Linked DNA regions of Hordeum vulgare: region 1 is linked to region 2. A link is a contact called in public HiChIP or PLAC-seq data. All regions are on one chromosome and are shown on one strand. Each heading gives the region's core, a stretch centred on a gene start, on an enhancer-like site or on the middle of the called end of the contact. The rest is flanking DNA. Distances are from core to core; before and after follow the strand shown.

Evidence for each region. HiChIP or PLAC-seq counts read pairs in DNA pulled down with a chosen protein or histone mark.
Region 1: an H3K4me3 HiChIP or PLAC-seq map of embryo shows a contact between it and region 2, with 5 times the contacts expected there. The contact joins the promoter of LOC123448665 here to the promoter of LOC123448661 in region 2. A contact is called at or near these places in 1 of 6 Hi-C or Micro-C datasets (seedling) and 1 of 1 datasets of contacts at active chromatin or transcription factors (embryo).

Annotation. Positions count from the first base shown.
Region 1 is chr4H:377,703,220-377,707,872 of MorexV3_pseudomolecules_assembly, forward strand. It overlaps LOC123448665 (probable serine/threonine-protein kinase At1g54610), which reads right to left and starts at 3,252. Exons shown (of 7, transcript XM_045125628.1): 1 at 2,730-3,252; 2 at 2,357-2,641; 3 at 1,942-2,259; 4 at 442-669. The coding sequence starts at 3,053.
Region 2 is chr4H:377,370,342-377,374,807 of MorexV3_pseudomolecules_assembly, forward strand. LOC123448661 (phosphatidylinositol 4-phosphate 5-kinase 4-like) reads right to left here and starts at 2,062. Exons shown (of 8, transcript XM_045125623.1): 1 at 1,959-2,062; 2 at 887-1,051; 3 at 637-802; 4 at 421-537; 5 at 133-326; 6 at 1-40. The coding sequence starts at 1,984.

The DNA.
Region 1 (4,653 bases), core at 2,002-4,501, 330 kb after region 2:
TTTAGACAGTATGGACACACGAAACGAAGGGTCAATGTGTTCGGTTGTGATAAGACCCATGGTCCAAATAAGAATATCATGTTACTAACCATGTCAATACTTGTCAGGTTCCAGAATAAACTGGTTATTTCGGTATGAATAGAATGTCTATTGTTAACATGGACTACAAGTGCCATATGCTTGTTCGGTTGTCATCTCAAACCTAAATCTACGCCACCAGCTACCGACCAAAAAAATATACGCTGGCAGAAATATCATGTTTCCGAACCCTAGTTTACAACAGGAACATTTAGCTATTGTTAACGTGCATACATAGTTCTGTACGGCATTCAAGTTTCCTAAATCAATAAATAATGCGTTTATAAGAAGGCAATGACTTCAAAATAAATGCAGAATTTTAAGTTCCTAGGACAGAATAGTAAGAGTTCATAGCTAGCTTACATCACTTCTTAATGCGGAGGACGCTGTCAAACGATCAGCTGGATCAATTGCAAGTAGTGTTTCAATCAACCGCAATGCTGATTGTGGAAAATCTTTGAATGTATCTTTTATTCGTCTTTTGTATGGCTGCTGAGGCTTAAATATCGTTGCATGAGGCAACTTCGACTTTTTCCAATATTCTTCTGTGGGGGAGCCACACAGCTTAAAAATTTTGTGCAGCTGTTCCACCTGAAAGGAGCAGACATGGTCAAGAAAATGATACATGGGAAGATAAAGCAGTACCTGTTGACTGGATTGGTTGGCCTGAAGACGGAACAGCGCAAGTGCATAAATTGTTAGAATAAATGGGCTTGGCCCATTTACAAATTCTGAAATCTCAAAAGAGACCATGAATAAAATGGCAAGTGGTGGTGTGGTGGTGCTAAAGTTTAGTATTATACCGCTAGTTGAGGAAGAGTTGGACCTCTTTATATAGTGAGTTCTCCCCACCACTCTTAAGTGTGTGTTGAGAAGAGAAAGGGGAAGGCCACACTCGCGCTCGCTCGCCTTGCCTCGCCTGGGCAGGGCGGGGCGTACGTGTGACATACGCGTGAATGGTTCGCCGAAATCCAGCCTGTTGCCTTGCGGGGGCACGGCTTCCTTCTGCCGTTTTATTTTTTATGTCTTGGCAGACAACTTAATTATTTCTTGTCCGGTAAGTATGCGACTTAGAAACCAACTCGGTTTGAGATCGTGATCGCGACACGGTACCGCCTCTGGTCCTCCTATATATACTGCTTACCGGCCTCAGCCAAAAATAGACCCAAAAACCTAGGGGTTTGCCTCATCTCGCAACTTGCGACGCCACCGTAGTCTACCTCATCTCGAACGCCAGCGTGCACCGGCGTGCGGGAGAGCAGGTCTCTAGAACCGTTCGTCTTTGCGATCCTGCACCGGGAGAGGACAAATCAGGCTTTTGGGAAGCGCCCTGCGCGACTGCTCAAATTCGTCATCACGGGTCGTCTACCGTACAAGTCGGGCGGTGCTACTCATCGCCGTCAACAACAGATCGTGCCAACATCGTCATCAACACTGTCGCTCCTACAGCAGCTAACGAACAATACGTTATTCGTGATCTGTTAAGTCTCTCTCAGCAGTTGCTACTTTGTGTGAGATGGTGATGTGCATATTCTGCTGTTCATCTAGTTTACTAGATTGTTGTATGCTAGTTTTGGTTCTAGTCATGAATTGTTTACTGGAATTAATCATGATCTTGCCTAATTTTTCCAACGTAAATAGCGTGAGGTCATGCTAAACTAAGCTGACGCATGAATAAACACACAAAACATGTAGCAAGAAAGAAGATCCCAAGGCAGGTCAATGTGTCTCTGGCCACATCAGGCGTTCACTGATTTCACCAACATTTACGCTGATGTAGTGACATGACTTGGTTACAAAGGAACTTTATGCCACAAAGAAGATATAGAAGCATTCCAAACAGTTAGATATATTATTGCTAACCTCGGTTCGGCCTGGCATAATAGGCCTCCCAGCCAACAACTCGGCGAGTATACATCCCGCGCTCCATAGGTCCACGCCCACCCCATAATCGGTTGCGCCCAAAAGCAGCTCTGGTGGTCGGTACCATAGTGTCACAACCCTGCTTGTCATCGGTTGCTTACGGCTCGGATCAAAGAATGACGCCAGACCGAAATCTGCAATCTTCAACATGCCATTGTTATCCAAAAGCAGATTCGACCCCTTGATATCACGGTGCAGCACCCCACGGTCATGGCAGTGCTCCAGCCCCGACAACAGCTGGTTCATATAGCACTTAACCTGCAGGTGAGCAAAGCCAGACACCTCGATTAGGCTCTCATTTCATCGCACGGTGTCATAGGGGCACCAAAGGCAGCAGCATTGGGATCTTGGAGACCTGTGGCTCGGTGAACTTAATATCTGGGCTGGCGACCAGCCCGGCGAGGTCGTGCTCCATGTACTCGAAGACGAGGTAGAGGCTGCAGGACATGCGAGAGGTGACGAGGCCATCGATCTTGATGACGCTGGGGTGGTCGAGGCGGCGGAGGATGAGGATCTCGCGGGCCATGAAGCGAACGCTCTCTGGCTCGAGGTTGTCGAAGCGCACCTTCTTGAGCGCCACGATCTTGCCGCTCACGGTATCCCGCGCCTTGTACACATTGCTGTACGTGCCCTGCCCGATCTGCCCCCAAAAGGCGCAAACTTTCTTCAGACCCAATGGCGGCTGGTAAATGCAAAAGGAACCGGGCCTGGGGAAGGGGCGCGCGTACCTTGTCGATCTTCTCGAAAGAGTCGGCGCGACGCGGGGTCCAGCCGTCGATGGCCTCGCCCGCGACGGCGGAGAGCCAAGCGGGCCAGCCGGCGGCGACCTGCTCCCCGCGTGCCCTGTTGGCAAAGCTGCCGCCGAGGCGGGCCTCGGCCACCGAGCGCGACGACCGGAACCGCCTCTCCTTCCTGGCGTGCTTCTCGGACGGGGCTGGGGCAGGCTGGTCACCCTTGTCGCCCTCTTGAGGCGGCGCCTGCTCGGGCTTCGGCTCGGGAGGCGGGCGGTCCGGAGTAGGAACGGCGGAGGGGCGGCCGTGGACGCAGCCCATGGGGGTCGGTCACCGGCGGCGGCGGCAGCGCATGGGCCGAGTGAAGTAAAGTGGGCGCCGCGAGTGAGGGAGGTGAGGATGGGGGGCGGGGGCGGGGGCGAGCGAGGCTGGAGGTGGACTGAGGTGTTTGACCCCCTCCGAATCTGATGCTGATGGCTGCCTTCCCAGTTCCCACACACACCCGCACCCCCTGCACTGGGCCTGGCCTGTACCTGTGATCCATGTGAGGGTGATAAAGAAGGGACTTTCATGAAGGGAAAGGAGAGAGGATTTATAGTAGAGGAGTATAAAACATGGACAGTCTTTTGGCTTTTTTGTTTGTTTTGCTTGGTTTTCCTTTACCCTTCTTTGCTTCTTTTTGTTTCGTTCATGGTTGATCCCCGGTATAGGCAAAGGCGATTTCTCTTTTGATTTCTAGAGTCTTCTCCTAACTGATGAAGCCAAAAAAATATGTATAAGGGGCCAAATGCTGATAAATCGGGTTGTATAAGGCCAAATTGCTGATAAATACTTCCTCCGTTCCAAAATTCTTGTTTTAAATTTGGCTAGATATGAATGTATTGTTGGGCAACGTTGCATGGAATACAAAAAAATTCCTACGCACACGAAGACCTATCATGGTGATGATCATCTACGAGAGGGAAATCGGATCCACATACCCTTTTAGATCGCTAAGCGGAAGCGTTAATAAACGCGGTTGATGTAGTGGTACGTCTTCACGATCCGTCCCACTATCCGTCACACGAACCGTCCCACGATCCGTCCCACGATCTGTCCCGATCAAGTGCCGAACGGACGGCACCTCCGCGTTCCACGCACGTACAGCTCGATGACGATCTCCACCTTCTTGATCCAACAAGAAGGGCGGGGAAGTAGATGAGTTCTCGGGCAGCGTGACGGCGCGTCGGTGATGGTGATGATCTATTCCTGCAGGGCCCCGCCCGAGCTCCGCAGAAAACCGATCTAGAGGAAGAACTATGATCTAGAGGAGAGGGCAGCATGTGGCAAAGTTGTGTCTCAAAAGCCCTAAATCTCTAGTATATATAGGAGGAGGGGAGGGGCAGCCTTGGCGCGCCAAGGAAGGCCTCCTTGGGTCGGCCGAAGTGCGGAAGGGAGGAGTCCTCCTTCAATCCCACTTGGATTAGGACTCCTTCCTTATTTTCTCATCTCTTTTTGATTTTCCACTTTTTCCTCATGGGCTTTCCTTGGATGACTTTATCAACCCATTATACCTTATTGCGCATCCAATAAACCCATGCGGACCCCTTGGGGCGTGGTGGACCCACCCAGTGGGCCCCCGGAACCCATTCGTCACTCCCAGTACACTCTCGGCAATGTCCGAAAATCTTCCGGAATCCAAACACCAACTTCCTATATATCAATCTTCGTTTTCGGACCATTTCAGAACTCCTCGTGATGTCCGGGATCTTATCCGGGACTCCGAACAAAACTTCGGTCACCAACACATATAACTCAACTATACCGAAACGTCACCGAACCTTAAGTGTGCAGACCTTGCGGGTTCGAGAACTATGCAGACATGACCTGAGACACTCCCCGGTCAATAACCAACAGTGGGACCTGGATGTCCATATTGGCT
Region 2 (4,466 bases), core at 812-3,311:
GTTTTCCTGCTCGAGAAAATCGCAATCCTTGTCGACTTGTCTGCTCCAACAGATTTAACTTCTGGATTAGCTGGGGAGTAAAAATGTAAAATGTGATGACTTCTCATTGGTAGTAGCCTCACTCTCACTCACCTCTGAAACTCTTGGTACCAGTGTTTTTGCAATCGAAATATAAAGTTAAGATCAAGGTCTTTTAAAATAGTGTACTCGTCTATTTCTGTCTGTGGCTTGTCAGTCGTACGTCCAAGGGATGAGCCTTTTAAATCAAATCTCCTATGAATAAAGTGATCAGAACAGAACAGATTTCCCATTATGACAAAACGAACCTGGGTAATAGTAACAGCAAACAGATGATCAGACATACATTACAACCTTATCAAGTAGATGTAGCATGAAACCAAATATTTTTTAAGTCCTGACCTTCTTTTGGTTAGCTCCGGCTAACTTGACACAATGCAGACCAAAAAACTTGGTGACTAGAGTGTTTTCGAATGACCGGACATGATTGTAGTAAGCCCGAAGCATCTTCAGAAATATCTACACAACAAAGAAGTATTCCATACGTTATGTATAAAACTGTTGATTGTCTATGAAGTTCAGAAAACATTTAGACAGAGACAACAACCAAGCACAAACCTTTACTTCAGCTTTCTTCATCGTCTTTATCATGTACTGGTCATTGCTCGTGAGATAAAAGAAGCTTCCACTCTTACCAGGGGATGAGAGCTCCCGGAGAGCCTGGTCGCCACAAAGGGATAACATATAGTCTGCTGCATCAACCTTGAACAACTTGCGCAATGTCCTGCAATTCATTTCATGAAAAATTACATGTGAATTGTAACTGAGCATAGGTAAACGTTAATTAGAAACTGGAGTGACGACCAACCGGAATACTTGCGGGCAGTAATCTTTCCATCTAAAATCGCAAGAACTGTGTGGAGGGGTGTATTTTGAGCCTTCTGGAGGGAACCTGGTCCATACTTTCTCCTTTGGGTCAAAAGCTGATGACTTCAGATCAAGCGTAATAGGTCCTTGCTTTCCTACTGCGTGTCTATTCCATGGACAAGATAAGAAGCACATGAAAAAATATATATGTTAGAAAGACATGTCATTCTGCTATATCGTTAATGAAAATCCACAAAGGGTTGTGCCTCGTTGTGACCCACTATCCTTAGTCAAAAATGAAATGTTGTACTCCCTCCGTAAACTAATGTAAGAGCGTTTAGATCACTAAAGTAGTGATCTAAACACTCTTATATTAGTTTACAGAGGGAGTATAACATAATTTTCCATGCATGGGCTATCCAGGCCGTGATCAAGTAAAGCAAGAGGCTACGAGGCGATTAAAATCTCAATAAATTTTCCCAGCTTTGTTTCCGGTCGGATGCTAGTTGGCTACATGGTGCAACAACTCGTGGCATTTGAATGGAACAGTAGATCATTACGAATCTTCTTTCTAAGCCATCAAATTGCAATTAGCCGCCATTAATTCATGTTTGACGCAATACAAGGATAAGCATTGGCCGCACTTTCGTGCTGGTGGGTGCTCTAGGTGTGGAGCTGTGTTATTGTCTTTTCATTCTTAATAAACGGGCCAAACGCCTGTTTAGTTTTGAAAGAAAAGAGACACGAATATACATTTGTTGGAGGATTGTCTGAAATCTCATGCTTCCTACATATGCAAGCAATTTTGGAAATTGATTGTTCACGGCAGAAGGTGCTTTCTACATATGCAAGCAATATTTGGAAAGTGCTTTCTGCGTATGCAATCAATTTTTGAAAATTGATTGTTCACGGCAGAAGGAGGGAGAAATCAATCTATTTGTCATTCATCTTTCAGATAGCCGTGATTGTTCTCGAAAAAGAAGACTTTCATAAACATTTGATTCTTGGACAAGTGCAGTTTTCTTTGTATCAAGAACCATGAAGATTCAATGTACGAGGGCAGGTAGGGGTACCTGATGCCGAGCTGGAGGTTGAGCATAAGCTCATAGTTTTTGTGGCCCTTGGCGATGGTCTCGCCCTGCCGCCGCGCCGCGCGCGACCTGCCGCCGGCGTGCGGCCCCGTCGCCGGCGACGGCGGCGGCAGGCCCCTGCCCTCGCCGGCGTCCTCCACCCTCACCGTCGTGGCGCGCCTCCTCGTCCTCTTCCTCCCCGTCTCCCGCCGCCGACCTGGCACCGTCGCCTCCGCCGAGTCCCCTCCGCCTCCTCCTCCACAATGCCGCACGTGGTGCCCCCATCCAGAGGAGCCCCCTACCCCCTGCAATCGCGGATCTTTTCAAAGTTTCTCTCTCTCCTCCCACCCGGAAGTTTTGCTCGGCCTGGACGCCGAGCTCGCGCGCCCGTACGTTCGCTGCCCTACGAGCCGAGGTGTGCTCTCCTGGTCTATCTCCGCCACGTGCCGTATCACCAGCTTGCAGCGACTGTGGGCCGTAGAAGGATGTCGGAACTACGTACAGACACATAATGGTCATTTGGGACTGAGATCCCATGCCTTGACAGAGCCGGGTAACGGCGTGCCTTGCGCCACCGCATCCAGCGTCCAAATTAATCCCATAGCTAGCAGCGGTCACAGCCGGTCAATGGTTCCATGGCTACAGCAGCTCACAACCAAATCAATCCCACAAACCCAGCAATGATTCAGAGTCCAAATTGTGAGCAGAACATTAGTTCAATATAAGTATATCTGCAGTATTACAAGGACAGTACAACAATGCAGTTACATTTGGCAAAGAACAACAGTTTCACTCAATTTAGCATACAACAAGCAAGAGGGAAAACCTAACATTCAGGACATTCGGTTAAAGGGTTCAAGAAAACAACAATAACAGAAAGTTGAACGGAGTGTTTTCTAGGCGTGAATAAACTAATTTTCGAAGCATTTAATAAAAAAATTTGTTCTTATATAATCATTCAAGTACACAGAATTGACCCTTTTACATGTACACTCCACAAAAGACTATAGTTAACCCCAAGTCCAAAATACTATAGTTAACGCGCTGTCCAAAATTGAGAAAAAGGAAAACTTTGCTTGATAAGTTATTCAAAAGGAGACGCAATCCAACTAAAGTTGCTGCATCCAAAAACCAAAGAGCAGAGGTTTGTTTACAGTTAACTGAATTTTGTATCCTGCAGCTGTCTCTACTTAACTGAATTTTATATCCTGCAAGCGAAGGCAGCACTGGGATGGGAGACGGACGGAGCAGCCGGAGGTGGGCGGATGGGAGGCGGACGGCACCATTGTTTCCTCATGTGGACGCCGCTGGAGTTCACCCTGGAGGAGCAGCCGGAGCAGCTCCTCTCGTTTTCCTGCAGCTCAGCGACGAGAGCAGCAGCGAGCGCTCGCATGTGAGGAAGGACCGAAGGAGCTGGTTATTTGGGGTTGATTGGCTCGTTCTGTCGTTGGATGAGGATGAACGGTGGATGCTGGGGCTCAGTCTGGCCATTTGCTTCACTTCTCCCACCTGAATATAATAGTCAAAGGCTCACAAAGGAGAATGACGTTTTGGCTCTTGGCTTTCATGAAGACCGAATTTTTAAAAATGCAAAATTTAAAAAAATTGTTTTAGAAGAATGTGAAAAGTTTATACAGCTAGATAAGGATGTGAGTCGTATGTGTGTAAAATTTTAGGTTGAAATAGTTTGAAAAGTGGACTGCTACGCGTCCATCGGTGGACCCGTGCAATACATCCGCTAACTCGATGGTCGTTGAATCTACGCGCGCCCGTCCGATCAGTCTCCTACCATGCCCCGCTTGTCCCCTCCTCCATTTATTAATTCCTGCAACAACGGCTTTGTTGCGGAAACATTTATAACAGAGATTGTATTGCAAAAAAATCTAACACACGTTGTGTTACAAAAAAATTTTTGCAACACAAGTTATGTTGCGAATTGTTTTTTACAACAAAGGTATTGTTATAGAATTTTTTTTAAACAAAGGTATCGACGGATGAAAATTTTGCAACATCAGTGATGTTGTAGAATCGATCTTGCAACAGGGAGGATGTTGCAAGAAATTGCAAGAAAAAAAAAACACTCTCAGTGAGGGAATAGTAGGGTCGTCCATCCCTCAACATGTATCGACTGATCCCCTCCACGAGGAGCCCACCAGAGTGCCTTCACGTTGCCGCCAACAATGAACCAGAAGTGCAAAGCTCGCTGTCAACCTCGTCGGATCTGGTGAGGCACCTCGCCAACATCTCCCTCCTAGCCGGAAAGGATGCATATTTGCTGCTTCTGTAGCTGTGAGCGACCTCAGATTGCGTTGTTGTCGCCAGCGCGGCTGGTTTGCCGTGGTTGACTAGCCGTCGTCGCCTCTGTCACGGCCACACGGTGCTCCGCCTCCCTGCTTCTAGATCTAACCACCACAAAGCCCCGCAACAAGCGCTCTATTGCAGAAAGCATTTTTGAAACAACAGCTGAGTTGCTGACCCGTGCGCGTGGGTGTGGGTGCTATTGGTCGTTGG